2 separate regions of the Danio rerio genome follow, and region 1 is linked to region 2. A link is a contact called in public HiChIP or PLAC-seq data. All regions are on one chromosome and are shown on one strand. Each heading gives the region's core, a stretch centred on a gene start, on an enhancer-like site or on the middle of the called end of the contact. The rest is flanking DNA. Distances are from core to core; before and after follow the strand shown.

What was found. HiChIP or PLAC-seq counts read pairs in DNA pulled down with a chosen protein or histone mark.
Region 1: a contact with region 2 is called in an H3K4me3 HiChIP or PLAC-seq map of embryo, with 7 times the contacts expected there. The contact joins the promoter of dsela here to the promoter of cdh7a in region 2. A contact is called at or near these places in 1 of 18 Hi-C or Micro-C datasets (caudal fin) and 1 of 4 datasets of contacts at active chromatin or transcription factors (embryo).

What each region holds. Positions count from the first base shown.
Region 1 is chr2:30,651,973-30,659,288 of GRCz12tu, reverse strand. It overlaps dsela (dermatan sulfate epimerase like a), which reads left to right and starts at 3,116. Exons shown (of 1, transcript XM_691410.8): 1 at 3,116-7,316. The coding sequence starts at 3,871. It overlaps tmx3a (thioredoxin related transmembrane protein 3a), which reads left to right. Exons shown (of 16, transcript NM_001020557.1): 13 at 1; 14 at 82-211; 15 at 293-361; 16 at 531-903. The coding sequence ends at 755.
Region 2 is chr2:30,346,376-30,353,413 of GRCz12tu, reverse strand. cdh7a (cadherin 7a) reads right to left here and starts at 3,455. Exons shown (of 11, transcript NM_001077448.2): 1 at 3,231-3,455. The coding sequence starts at 3,431.

The DNA.
Region 1 (7,316 bases), core at 1,867-4,366, 310 kb before region 2:
GGTGAGTCAAATCAAATTTCAACGTTTTTATTTCATGTTTTATATATATATAATCACCACAAATGTGTTCCATCTTCTCAGGGAACTTGCGATGCCTTCCATTATTGTGCTAAACATGTCCATTGATGGATACTATATACCCGAAAGCAGCACTGAGACCATTGAGGATTTACTTCAGTTCCTCAACAGTGTTCTGGATGGCAGCACAACGGTATGAGCAACAAGAACGCTTTCCTCAGTCTGTTTTGTCTTTTAATTTCCTCAACGCAATTCCCTTTTTCTCCCTAATCAGCTCCTTGGAGGAAATGGATTTTGGCAGTGCGCTAAGAGAATTTTCTATAAGGGGAAGAATACTGTGATGGTAAGTCTGACTAACACTAGATTTACACTTTCCCCCAAATATTTACAAAAAGCTTAACACATCAAAAACCAAAACACACGGCTGATCACATCCTCATCAAATATTTACTTGAGGCTAATATTTAGGTCACTGTTGTCCTAGTAACTAACATAACTCTCCCTGATCCCAGTCGATGGTCGAGACAGCACCGGTGTTCTCCTGTTTTGTGCTTGGACTGCCAGTGGGTGTAGTTGTATTGGTTATCTATGCTACATGTACTGCTGTACCTGCGGACGATGAGAAACCTGAGGAAGAAGCTACAGCCAGCCCTGCGTTGGATACACATGGAAAGAAGGCAATAGAATCGCAGCCTGAGAGCACAGAAAAGACCTCCGAAGCAAAGAAAGAGGATTAACATGGACTGTTTGTTTACTTTGTATTGTGTTAATCTTTACAGTATCATAATATGTAATAAGGTTTTCATTTTTTTATGAACTTGTCTATTAGTCTGCATTAAGGATATTGTGATTGTTTTGTTTATCAAATAAAGTTGAAATATCTTGGATGAAGCAGTATTTTTATAAAATCCATCATATGAAACAAGCAAATCAAATTAATATATCGCCTACCATATGTTTGATGGGATGTGTTCATCATTAAATTTGTTACATTTTACAAAAGTAATTTATATTAGAGCTCCCTGTGTGTGTATCTGTGTGCATTTTTCTCTTTAGCATGTGCAAATGTGTATACTCAAAAAACGTATGAAAAAAAAGTATAAAAAGCCCTTCACACACGAATTCTGCAGAATGATCCTAAATTACAAAGAAGAACACCCGATGGTGGGTGCCACGGTGGCGCAGTGGGTAGCACAATCGCCTCACAACAAGAAGGTTTCGCTGGTTCGAGCCCTGGCTGGGTCAGTTGGCATTTCTGTGTTCGGTTTCCCGCACAGTCCAAAGACATGCGGTACAGGTAAATTGAATTAGATAAACTGGCCATAGTGTACAGGTGTTTTCTTGTGTTGGGTTGCAGCTGGAAAGGCATCTGCTGCGTGAAACATGCTGGATAAGTTGGCGGTTCATTCCTCTGTGGTGTCCCCTGATTAATTAACTTAGCCGAAAATAAAATGAATGAATGAACACGCAAAACTGCATGTAGGGCAGAATTAGGCAGATTCTCATTGATTATTAATATAGAAAAAAAGATCTCTCTAATTCAGGATGCATCTAAAATCAAGTCCCACAGAATCGCTGCATTTCAAGGGTTGAACCCTGACCAGTACCAGACCAGCACTGCTTCTCACACAAACATCTAAATAAATCACATTATCAAACAATCTAAAAATACACATTTGGAACATATGGTCATAGAAACTAAAACACGAAGTAAATTGAAACTCTATCTGATGATCAAATTAAATTATGAATAGAAAGAATATCCACAAACAAAAAGCAAAGGCAGATCCTGCCCAAATACAAGCTCAGTGAACACAGACTGGCCATAGGGACTGGTGTTGTCCTCGTCAGATTGTCCTACAGTACCTCCCATTTAAAAAGTAGGTAGCAAATTTTGATGATGCATCTTGCTAACGATCAGATTTTGCTACAAGTGTAATTTTAATGTGGAGTAGTGTGATATGAACTATAATATCGCCCTAACCTACCTAATCCCTAACTCCAACCTCAAATCCATTCGAATACAGTGTTGGTAGCATAATCTGATGGGTAGACTAAAATGTCAGGACACCGGCAGACACAGAAAGAGCTGGAGACCCACAGAACAAAGAGTGTGTGTTCATAAGGACAGGTGAGATCGAGACGGAGGTGCACTTTCTCCTTCACTGCCAACACTTTAAAGCAATCTGAGACACATATTTCAACAAACTACATTAAGAACCTTTCTCAAAATGACTGAAGAGAAACAAATGAAACAGACAGGGACAGACAGCAGCACTGGCCGCTAGATACTTTTACACAGATAGATACTTTTTCTAGATACTTTTACACAGCTTAAAGTGACATTTAAATGCCCAACAAAGTTAATTAGGTTAACTAGGCAGGTTAGAATAATTAGGTAAGTTATTCTATAACGATGGTTTATTCTGTAGACTATTTTTAAAAATTTAGCTTAAAGGGGCTAATAATTTTGGCCCTAAAATTTTTTTTTAATTAAAAACTGATTTTATTCTAGCCGAAATAAAACAAATAATTCTCCAGAAGATAAAGCATTAGACACACTGTGAAAATGTAAAAAAATAAATAAAAAAATAAAAAGGGTCTAATAATTCTGATTCAACTGAGTGTGTGAATGTGGTGTCTATGTACCACAACGCAATTACATTGCATTACATTTTGCAATAACAATGTGCACATTTTTATTCCTTACATTGTTTATTTAATTTTTAAATCATTATGATATTTTGTTTCTATTCTTTTATTTTGATATGTTATTGTAGTTTTATATTTGTCCTTCTATTTTAAGCTTTGGCAACATTGTATCAATTACAGTCATGCCAATAAAGCAATTTTGAATTGAATTGAAACAATTGAAAGTGAAAGAGGACACACTCTCTTCTTCAGAGTCAACATGACTCTAATACAATAAATCATACCTATTAAACTACTTTATAGTAGATAGTAATTCCATTTGATTAATTATTTATAAGCCAAGTGATAAGAATAGCGAAAATACTGCCTAATAGAGCCACTCAATGTGATATTACGACGCCATCTGTTGACCACATTAAAAATTACCAATGCAGAAGCAATAGTTAAGCTATTAGATTACTAGGAAGATAGGAAAACGATTTGTCTTGATGAAGATGAGCCAGTTCTGTGGCGGACGATGAACATGATGGATAAAACCTTATCATTAAACCTACAAAGAGACATTGAAATGGCCGGTAAGCATTCTGAACTCTGCTTATGGTCTTTGGTCGTATGCTTAAAGAGGAAACATCACTACATAGGATCGTCCCAGCAAGCGGTTTCCCTCACCTCAAAGTGGATTAATGGATTATCTCGCTTTTCGTGTCACAAGTTGAGTAAAAGGCGCTAACCGTGACATGGTGTTGTGAAGAGTTACTGACGAACGCAGCAACTTTCTCTGGAAAACTCCACAGGACTCGCGGGAAACAGGATACTAACAACGGAAGTTTATTTAACACATCTGCATTTATGACATTTCCGTTGTCACTTAGCTCAAATAATGCTTTAAATATCCGCGAGGTTGATGACATTTCTATTCAAACAAATACAACAGCGTTCAAACAAATGAGGAAGTTTTGCGTGGGTACATCAAGTTTTCACGGATGTCCATATATGGGAATGTAAAGCATGTTTTCTCACAGAATTGTGAATAGTTCCTATTCACTGCCTATTCTTCTATATTGACACTTTTTGTGCATGAAAAGGAAAAATATCTGCAGCCCGACATGTGAGTTCAAATTGGACTAATAAAAAACATTTCTGGGCGCTTCAGAGGAGGAGCTTTCGAAGAGAAAAAGCACCACATCTGTTTCTTGGATCATGGAGAACATGCAGAGGTCTGCGTTTCTGCTTTGTGTCTTGGCAGTGGGACTTGCTTTCTGTGGAATTTCATCTGCCTCAGACAGATATGTGTCTCTGAATGAGCACCAAAGAGACAATGCCACATTGTCAGAACACCTTCACCCCAAGCTATACTTTGATCATACTGAGGTGCGTTTAATGAAAAAGAGGGCCAGCACTACACATAGACGCATATTCCAAGTGATTCGAAATGCTGTTTCTATTATGTTATCTAATGCAGCTGTTTACCAGCCTCCATTGAACCATGAGGATTTCGGCAAGAAATGGAATGAGATTTATGGCAACAATTTGCCTCCTCTTGCACTATATTGCCTGCTTCAACCTGAGGATGCTGCCGCCTCTCAGTTTTTGATTGAGTACATGGACAGAATGGTGGAATATCCAGATTGGATGGTGTCCAGTGCTCCAAATGATGAGGTTCCGATCGCCCACTCTCTCACTGGTTTTGCCACAGCATATGATTTCATTTACCCCTTTCTTGATACCCGGAGAAGATTGCGATATCTCAAAAAAATACGTTCTGTTACCGAGGAGCTTTTCGAGCTCTCCAAGCACAGGGGATGGGGAAAGCAGTTTCTGCAGAACCACCAGACAACTAACATACTAGCCATCCTAATTGGTGCTCTTGTGGCAGGGGAACATAATGATCCCGAGACAATGATATGGAAACAAATATCAGTAAACTACATGGAAAAGACCATGTTTCTCCTCAGTCACATCGTTGATGGCTCTCTTGATGAAGGTGTTGCGTATGGTAGCTACACGGCAAAATCCATCACTCAGTATGTTTACTTAGCGTTGCGTCATTTTCAGATAGACAACATGCAGAACAACTGGCTTAGAGCTCATTTTATGTTTTACTTCGCCACTCTGCTTCCTGGATTTCAAAGAACTGTTGGCATCGCAGACTCTAATTACAACTGGTTCTATGGGCCAGAGAGCCAGCTTGTGTTTCTGGATGCATACGTGCTCCGGAATGGCTCAGGAAACTGGCTGGCAGAGCAAATTAGGAAGCATCGTCCTAAAGACGGCCCCATGATGCAATCAGCAGCTCAACGCTGGGCTACTTTACATACAGAGTACATATGGTATAATTCTGAGTTAACTCCGCAGCCTCCGTCTGACTTTAACAAAGCAGCCATGCATATTTTCTCCAACTGGGGTGTGGTGACATATGGAGCAGGGTTAACTCGAGCTCAGGGTAATACCTTTGTCTCATTTAAATCTGGAAAATTAGGAGGACGAGCAGTCTACGATATAGTCCACGCTCAACCTTACTCTTGGGTAGATGGCTGGATGAACTTCAACCCAGGGCACGAGCACCCTGATCAAAACTCCTTCACTTTTGCACCAAATGGACAGGTGTTTGTCTCTGAGGCCTTGTATGGACCTAAGTACAGCTATCTTAATAATGTGCTGGTATTTGCCCCCTCACCCACCAGTCAGTGTAATGAGCCATGGGAAGGACAGTTGGGGGAATGTTCAAAGTGGCTACGATGGGGAGAAAAGGAAGTCGGCAATACAGCCGGGGAGGTCATCTCTGCTGTGTCACATCAGGACATGTTATTTGTGAGTGGAGAGTCTGTGTCAGCCTATTCATCTGCCATGAAGCTAAAGAGTGTGTATAGGTCACTTGTACTTCTCAACTCTCAAACGTTGCTTGTACTGGATCACATCGAAAAACACGAGCACTCTCCTCTCAGTTCTTTTAGTGCCTTTTTTCACAACCTAGACATTGATTTCAGGTACGTTCCTCACAGATCATTTGGGAAATACAATGGGGCTTTGATGGATGTGTGGGACGCACATTACAAAATGTTTTGGCTGGACGTGCAAGGATCCAGTCCTGTTGCCAGGATACAAGAAGCTGAACAAGCTGCCGAATTCAAAAAGAGATGGACACAGTTCATAAACGTGACCTTTCGCATGGAGAATCCCATCACAAGGGTGGCTTACTTGATGCATGGCCCTTATGTCAAGGTCTCAGACTGCAGATTCATTGACAACAGTAAAAACGGAGTAAAAATATCAGTGACTCTTAATGACACAGAGACTGTTGTGTCAGTTGTGACAAACTATGCTGACATTGAGGCCAGACAGGGCTACTTGGGATTTGCAGGATTTGCTAAAACAGAGGACAACCAAAGAATAGTTCAGTTTGGCAGGGGAATCCAAACCTTGGCAAGTCAAGTCGCAAAAGATTTTGTGTTTGACTTCGGATTTCTGGTTAATATCTCAGCAATACTGACTTTATGTTTTGCTTTAGCTTTTGTAATCAAAAAACGGAAGCTTCATGTGTCATTCAACATGCTGATTCATTGCACTCTTGTCTGTGTGCTGTTTTTGTGGGTGACTGAACTCTTGTCGGTCTTTTATGGCTGCGAACAGCTCTTGTGTAACAAGCCAAAAGACAGCAGCATATATCATGCATCAGACTCTAACATCCCTGATGTCCTCCCTGTAATCACAATCACATCCATGCCAGGCTCGGGAGCAGAGATCCTTCAGCACCTTTTTGATAACAGCTCAGACTTTTTATACCTCCGGATCCCTTCTGCCTACCTGCGGTTGCCTGTTTCTCCTTTCAGCTCCCTGCTTGATGCTTGTGAGTGGTCCAGAGAAGATGCGCAAAATGGACGCTTTCGAGTAGTTCAGGGATGGTTTCACTCCATAATCCACAATGTGAAACTTCACTTACAGAATATTCAGTTGCACCAGATCAATGATGAAGCAGGGGATGATGTCAAAGTGAAAAGACAAAGAAAGAGAAGAATGTTGCTTTCAGAACGATCAAAGACTGAAGGAGGGAAGGGTGTTACTATAGACATGGTATACATACAAGAGCTCAGGCAGCACCTGGTTAAGTACCCAAACGCAAGACCGGAGCTGAGCTTGGGCACTGGCGGCTGGTTCCTAAAGCTGCCATATCTTCAAGAGGTCATAGGTCATTCACTTCGCTCACTTCATGTGGTCAGAGACCCCCGTGCATGGATTTATCTAATGCTGTACAACAGCAAACCAAGCCTGTACTTGCGTAAGAATATAAAAAGGCACATCACCACCCTTTTTAAGCAGAACACAGATGGTGTGGATCAGGGCTGTGCTACACTAGATTCACAGTTTCATCCTTTAAAAATGATTCTCTCCCAGCCAGATCCCAACCCTGTACAACTACTGGCTCAGCTATGGCTGGCTCACAATTCAGCAGGGCTCAAGGTGAGCTCAGGCCTCCCCACACAGACTTACCTTATAGTCAAATTCGAGGACATTGTACGTTTTCCCGAAGAGACGGCAAGAACGATACATAACTTTCTTGGAATACCAGTTGCACCAGCTGCATTAAACCAGTTGACATATGCTACTTCCACAAATTTGTATAATCTGATATATGAAGGAGATATATC
Region 2 (7,038 bases), core at 2,206-4,705:
CTAGACACACATTCAGCCATTTTTTTTTACAGACTATATGCAGTCAGAACTCTAGCTTTTTGTTTATTGTTGAACACATTGAAGAGGGAGTTTAAATTGCTATGAAATACTACAAATAATAAGCATTATTAGAAAGCCGATTGGACTTTACTTGCAATTGTTCTTTTAAACATCTTTCTTTTTTTTTTATAAAACTATAACAAATAAGGGGAAAGTATGAACATATTCACATTTACATCAACTAGAAGTACAATTTTACTAATGTGTATAGTTTTTATGCAAATCTTAATAAGCATATGAAGAAAATCTATTAAATGAGACCATTTGAATCAAATATTAGCAAAATTATCATATTTGCTACACCACCAGCATGAGGTGTAAGCCATGAAGACGTGTTTGTACAAGAAAATACAAGTGGTATAAAACTGGAAATAATCAAACGGCCCTTGAATATTTACAAAAATAGAGCTTTAGTAAAAATAGAACACTTACACTTATTTAACGTTTAAATCAGCCAGAGAAATAAAACGCATGTGTGTTATTCTCAACCATACACTGAGAGAAAATGAAAGTAAAACTAATCTGAATACAGTACTATAAATATCGACTAGGTGGCGGGTCAAAACCATAAATTGCTAGATGCAACTGCACAACAATGATAGTGGTTTAAAAATATATGTTTTGGCGGGCTGAATCACATAAATTTTTGACGTCAGTTGCTGGCCGGAGGGAGGAAAAGGAGAAGGGGCCGTAAATGGCCTGCGGGCCGGAAGTTTGAGACCCCAGCTATAGACAAAAGCTAGTCATGCTTAATTAGTGCTCCAGGGTTAGCAGAAATGACAATCATGTGCAGCTGAGACACAAGACCTTACGGACACTCCAGAGAAATAAGTATCCGTGACTGGACAGCTCTACTGGCTTCTGGGGATCCAAAGTACATTATCTTAATAAACATGTCAGCTCAGTTAACAGGAAGCCACTGGATATACCTAGAAAGAGTAGTATCCATTTTGGTTTCTTTCTTTCTTTCTTTCTTTCTTTCTTTCTTTCTTTCTTTCTTTCTTTCTTTCTTTCTTTCTTTCTTTTTTTTCTTTCTTTCTTTCATTAATTTATGTAGGCCTACTTATTTGTATGTATGTTTGTACTTTCATTTTAGTTGTCTTTTAATTTTTTTTATTAACTTTCCAAAATGAATCCTCATTTCACTTAACAAGTTTACAATGATAATAAAGCTTGTTAACAAGTTTTTAATGATTAATAGAGGAATTATAACGCTTTCTTTCATTATTTATCTTTAATTACAAGTAGCAGGGTATTTACAGCTACTGTATATTTCTGTTCATTCGCATCCTGTCCCTTTGTGCCCCCTGGCGGCATAATTGCAAACTGCGGTTGTACCAAAAAATATGTGTTAGTGTGGCGGCAGTGCCACTCGCGATGGTAATGCTCCTTTTAAAATGTCACCCACTGTATATTTAAAATAAATATGACAATTTGTGAATTATTAATTATTATTATTATAAACAAGAGCCTGTATTAGGATGCCTCCATATGCCAAGACTATACAAAAAAGCTAGTCATGCTTAATTAGTGTTCTGGGGTTAGCAGAAATGACAATCATGTACAGTCGAGGCTCAAGACCTTACAGACACTCCAGAGAAATAAGTCTCCGTGACTGGACAGCTCTACTGGCTTCTGGGCATCCAAAGTACATCTAAAAAAACATGTCAGCTCAGTTATCAGGAAGCCACTGAATGCGATCTAGGACCCCATTTACACCTAGAACAAGTAGTATTCATTTTGGGGGATTTATTTGACATATTTTTGCAGCAAAGATGAAACAAAATAAACAACAGTGACAATGTAAAAAATATAAAAACATTTATAGACCATTTTAAAGGATGTCAAGAAAAACAATGGTCCCAACATATTTCTTGTTTTACATTTTTATTCCTATAGCTTTCAAGAATCCAAAAAGAGACAGATATTGATAAATAAGGTTATAAAAGCTGTTTTAACATTAAGTAATAGTTAAGTTGCCTCTTGTTATAGCTGGAAATAGCTTGATAACAAGCAGGAAATGTTAATGGGCCAATGACATGACCACATTCAAATGGTTTATATATTTAAATTTAATAAATAAATGCAACTCAACCAAGCATGGTTCTCTGCAATACCCAATACTGATTAGTCAGCTGCAACATTCTGAAGTGTGTTATTTGCTGTTAACAACTGTCAATATTCCAATATCTATACCAAAACTAAGTACTTTGATATAGTTATTGTGTTCAGAAGTGGAATAATGCACATCCAGCTAGTTGTTCTCAACAAATTTGTTACACTGTGATTCTGATTAGTCAGTTGCAAAATTCCATGCTATGTTATACCCATATAACAACCACTAAAACTAATAACACAGTCTTATCTAGGTACTTTAAATCATCTTGACCATCAATTAATCATTTCACATACAGATGCATACATCCACATTAATACACTGCTGTTTGGTACTATTCTGTGAGCGAATAACATATAGGTTGGCGTATACTCTATTTAGACACTTTAATTTACTTTAATTTTCCTTTAATTAAAGAATTATTAAATGATTACATGTCAGAACAAAGTTTGCTGTCTATATTTTAGATTTTGTGGCAAGTAGCCATGTAATAAGCAAGAAAATGTGCATCCAGGCGGTTGTTTTCACTGAATAAAGCCCTTCAGGCTTATATAACAACTGCCGATAAGCCTGCCGGGCTTTATTCTGCAATAACAACCTTCTGAATATATTTTATCCCATACAGTACATAAAGATTTCTGTTGGGGTTTATTCTATGATCAAAACCAGCTGGGTGTACATTGTTTACTTAATATTACAAGCCAAAACTTTTGAGTTTATGTGACTACCAGAAATAAACAGCAATGCTTGTTTGACCACTTTTGATCAAATCAATCTTGGTTGCACTTTGTTTTACAGTACATGCACTTAATGTTCATGCACTTAATACAAATAAGTACTTGGTTATATAAAGACACTACAAGGGTTAAGGTTTGGTTCAGGGGTAAGAATAAAGATAGAGTACCTACAGTAGTTATTATCCAGCTTATGTAATGACTATGGTAATACATAGCGTGTATATAAAAAACAAGAGATTGTAATACCAGGAATGACCTCAGTGCTCTTAAGAGGGTACATGCAAAATATCAAAGCCACTTGAATATATTTTTCCTACCTTGCCAACATAAAGAGGTTCATCTCCAGTGTACTCCTCTAGGACAAAGAATTGGTTCCACACCCAGTTGCGCTTATGTCTTTGAAGGGATGTGCCCACAGAATCTCTGAGGGGCCTCAGGGAAACAGAACGGAGCGGGACAGAATTCAAAGTCATCCCCCCACAGCCCACATCCCGCTGGGCCAACAGCAGTATAGTCATTACAGCCAGTCCAGTCCACACTGCAGAGCCAATCTGCATCATTTGTTGAAAGGATGAAAGTAAAAAAAAAGGAAACAAAAAAAATACACTCCTCCGTACTGAACGGACTGCAGAGATCTTAAGGTGAATAGTTGGCTCCTTGGAAATGATGCACCACCCTCAGCACTGGCACGGGCAGCCAGACAGACCAGACCGTCTGACCGGTGATTGATGGGAGAGACCACAGGAATGAACGATGATTGTAGTTGAAGCCCTCAAACCTGCGGTGAGAACAGACATCAGGGAGAGAGGATGAAGAAAATCAGGGAGAGAGAGAGAGAAAGAGTCAGGAAAATATACAAAAAAGTGTGTCTGTCAGCACAGATGCTGGCTTGATTTACTGTCATTCTTTTTAGAATAGCGGCTCGCATTTGAACCACAGATTAAGACAACATGACTTCTGGCATTTCAGAGGTTGCCGTGTGAGATGCAGGTGCAGGCTGGACGCAACAGGTGAGCAAAATGGACATTCAGCTCTTTCCTCTGGATGGGTATTTGACAGCACTGCTGAAAGTGGAGCACATTAATCTTTAGGGCTGAAGGGAAACGGGATGGGAGGGGGAAACAGACAGAGGAAGAGGGATGGTGCTCCAATGCAAAGATTTGGAAAAATAAAGCAAATATGTACCATCTCAAGTCCTAGCAAAGGAAAGAGTTGCTCTATTATCATACTCAGACAGAATATGGGTCAATGTCAAATATAAGACTGGCTAAAAGTCTAGTTTAAAACATGCTTAATTTGCATTCAAGCTGGTTTCAAATGTTTTTTAGGAAATATTCAAGAAATAATTGGCTTGAAGACTTATTTCGCCATTGAAGGGCACCTAATTTACCCCCTTTGCAAGATTTAAGATAAGTCTTTTATTTCTCTATTTCTTTCAGCTCAAAACACCCATTAGACTATTTATTCTACCTTTAAGAATATTGGAATATTTTGCTCTGAACAAAATGTAGCTGTTTTTGTGCTGTTCCCATGTGCCTGAGTGGGCCTCAAACTCCACCTCTGCTGCGTCAATTTGTTAGAAATACTAAGAACTTTGCCAATGATTATTGGATGTATTGGTTGTGAAGTTAATTCAAACCTTTCAGCAATGATGAGTCACACACATTAGCCTCTTTCACACATACAGACCTTTCCGAAAAATTACCAGCAATTATTCGGAAAGGTCTGTGTGTGTGAACAGGCCCTTTTTGAAAATACTTGTAAATTTGTTCCGGCAATGATAAAGTGGTGTGATAAAGTAAAGACACATAAGGTAAAGTAAAGTACAAACATGCAGTGTAAAAATGTTTTAAAACTTCATCACATTTGATAATGTTTGATGATCACAGAGAGCTGAACAAATCAAATCCTAATTGCTTTGCCCATGTCCTGTCTTGTTGATATGATTATACGTGTTGTTACAGAGACATGTTAATACGCGGCTGTCAATCAATTCAGTGGGCGGGGAAAATCCTGTCACGTTGCAGTGGGCCTCAAAATGAGTGGGATTTGGATCCTATTTTAACAACAGAAAAAATGATAATAATAATTCATTAAATTTATATAGCGTTTTTCTAGACACTTAAAGCACTTTACACATAGAGGGAATCTCCTCATCCACTACCAGTGCGCAGCATCCACCTGGATGACGCGACGGAAGCCATTTTGTGCCAGATCGCACACCACACACCAGCTGATTGGTGGAGAGGAGACAGAGTGATGAAGCCAATCCGCTTGTTAAGTGTGACGTCACGCGGAGCGGCTTCCGGGTCGAAGCTCTCTATTGAACTGAATGGGGAGATTCATGAAATGGTAATAATAATTGTTTACAAAGCGATTTAATACTTTCGAAAGTCACGATCGCAATATATATGTCCATGCCTAAAATTCGATGGCCAGAAAGTGATTCATTGTTTTATAAATTGTTAAAATTTTGGTATTTGTTCTGCAGCAAGCCCAGAGAATGTTGTGTACACTATATCTTTATGTAAAATTAACTTTAATGCGTGATAGGAATAAAAAGTGATCATAAACGAATGATTTCTCCACTCAAGTGAATGGCGGCTTGGACCCGAAAACAGTATTACATACGTCACTAACACGTCATCACTTAACAAGCGGATTATGATATGGGGAGGGTTAGGGGGCCATGGTGGACAGAAGCCAGTGGGCAGATTTGGCCAGGATGCAGGGGTTAAACCCCTACTCTTTTTCGAAGGACATCCTGGGATTTTTAATGACCACAGAGAGTCAGGACCTCGGTTTAACGTCTCATCCGAAAGACAGCGAAAAAAAAAAAAAATGATTGTGTTTATATCTCCCCAATATGACTGTGGACACACTATACAGTACCTACACACAGTTTTGTCCAAACAAAGTAAAATGTACATCTTTAATGTGAATATATACATCTTCAACTTTTTTCAATGAGGCTTTTTTCTTTTACTATTATGTCTAAAAAAAAGTTATAACTTATAAATGCTGTCCAACTGTACCCATATTTTGAGTTACACACCAAAATATGTTTTTCATAGAAAGATTAAGATATATGCACCCACATTAATGAAGTATAGACAATATTTTATCATATTTTACTTGATGGTTAGACTTTTTAATCAGTCATCATTTTCCTCGTATCTTAAAAATGTATTCAAAGTCAAATGAAACCAGCATGAATGTAAAATGAATGTTTTAAACTAGATTTCCTTGCAGCAGGCTGGTTGAATGAATATTATGCATTTTTAATGTTTTTTTTTTTTTTTTTTTGAGCATCGCGTCACTGACCCACAGATTGTCATTATCATATTTCACAAGTAGCCTATGTTGAATAATTCAGCTATTCTTTATTTACCATTCTCTTTCTAATCCAATCTGACTTAAGGTACTTCAGCATTGTGTGAAACTCATCTTGGGGTTGGTTAAGCACTTTTCTCAGGAGCACAATGGCAGTGGTTTGTGAATAGCCCCATCTGGGGTTTAAACCTACAACCTCCAGCTTAAGAGCGTCTACTAAGAACTACAATGATGGACATCACCGTAAAAGAGTGTTATGTAAGTGACACTGGATTTTTATGGCGTATAAAAAAACCTCTCATGCTCCAAATTGCAATGGAGAACTACAATTTAAAAGTGTGCACTCTAAGTTGAAGTGACAAAATTCCAGGCACAAATTTCTCCTAAGGGGTCCCTGGAGCTTCTCGGTCCGAGAGAGCCTTTTAGGTGTTTCTAACATCCTTTTAAAGTCAAACACTTACAAGTCTGGAAAAAAACAGTTCAAAAGGGATTTGGATAGAGCACATCTACGCTCTCTAGAGAAATCTGTCCTTCCAGCAGTTCAAACCCACAGCAGCAGGATTCACACCCCAACAGCTTATTTTGATGTTGAAGAGGATGTTGAAATCTCCACGGAAATCTCACGTTGTCCGAGAAAAGATTAGATCTATCCTATGTTTTACAGGCAAAACAGTGCCCATTTTGAGTTTTTCGAGCACTTACCAATTCGTAATTAATCACAGCATGCGCATTAGACTCATTACGCTGTTTCTCGCAGGTTCAGTTGGGCTTCAAACAGTGTCGCCATTTGAA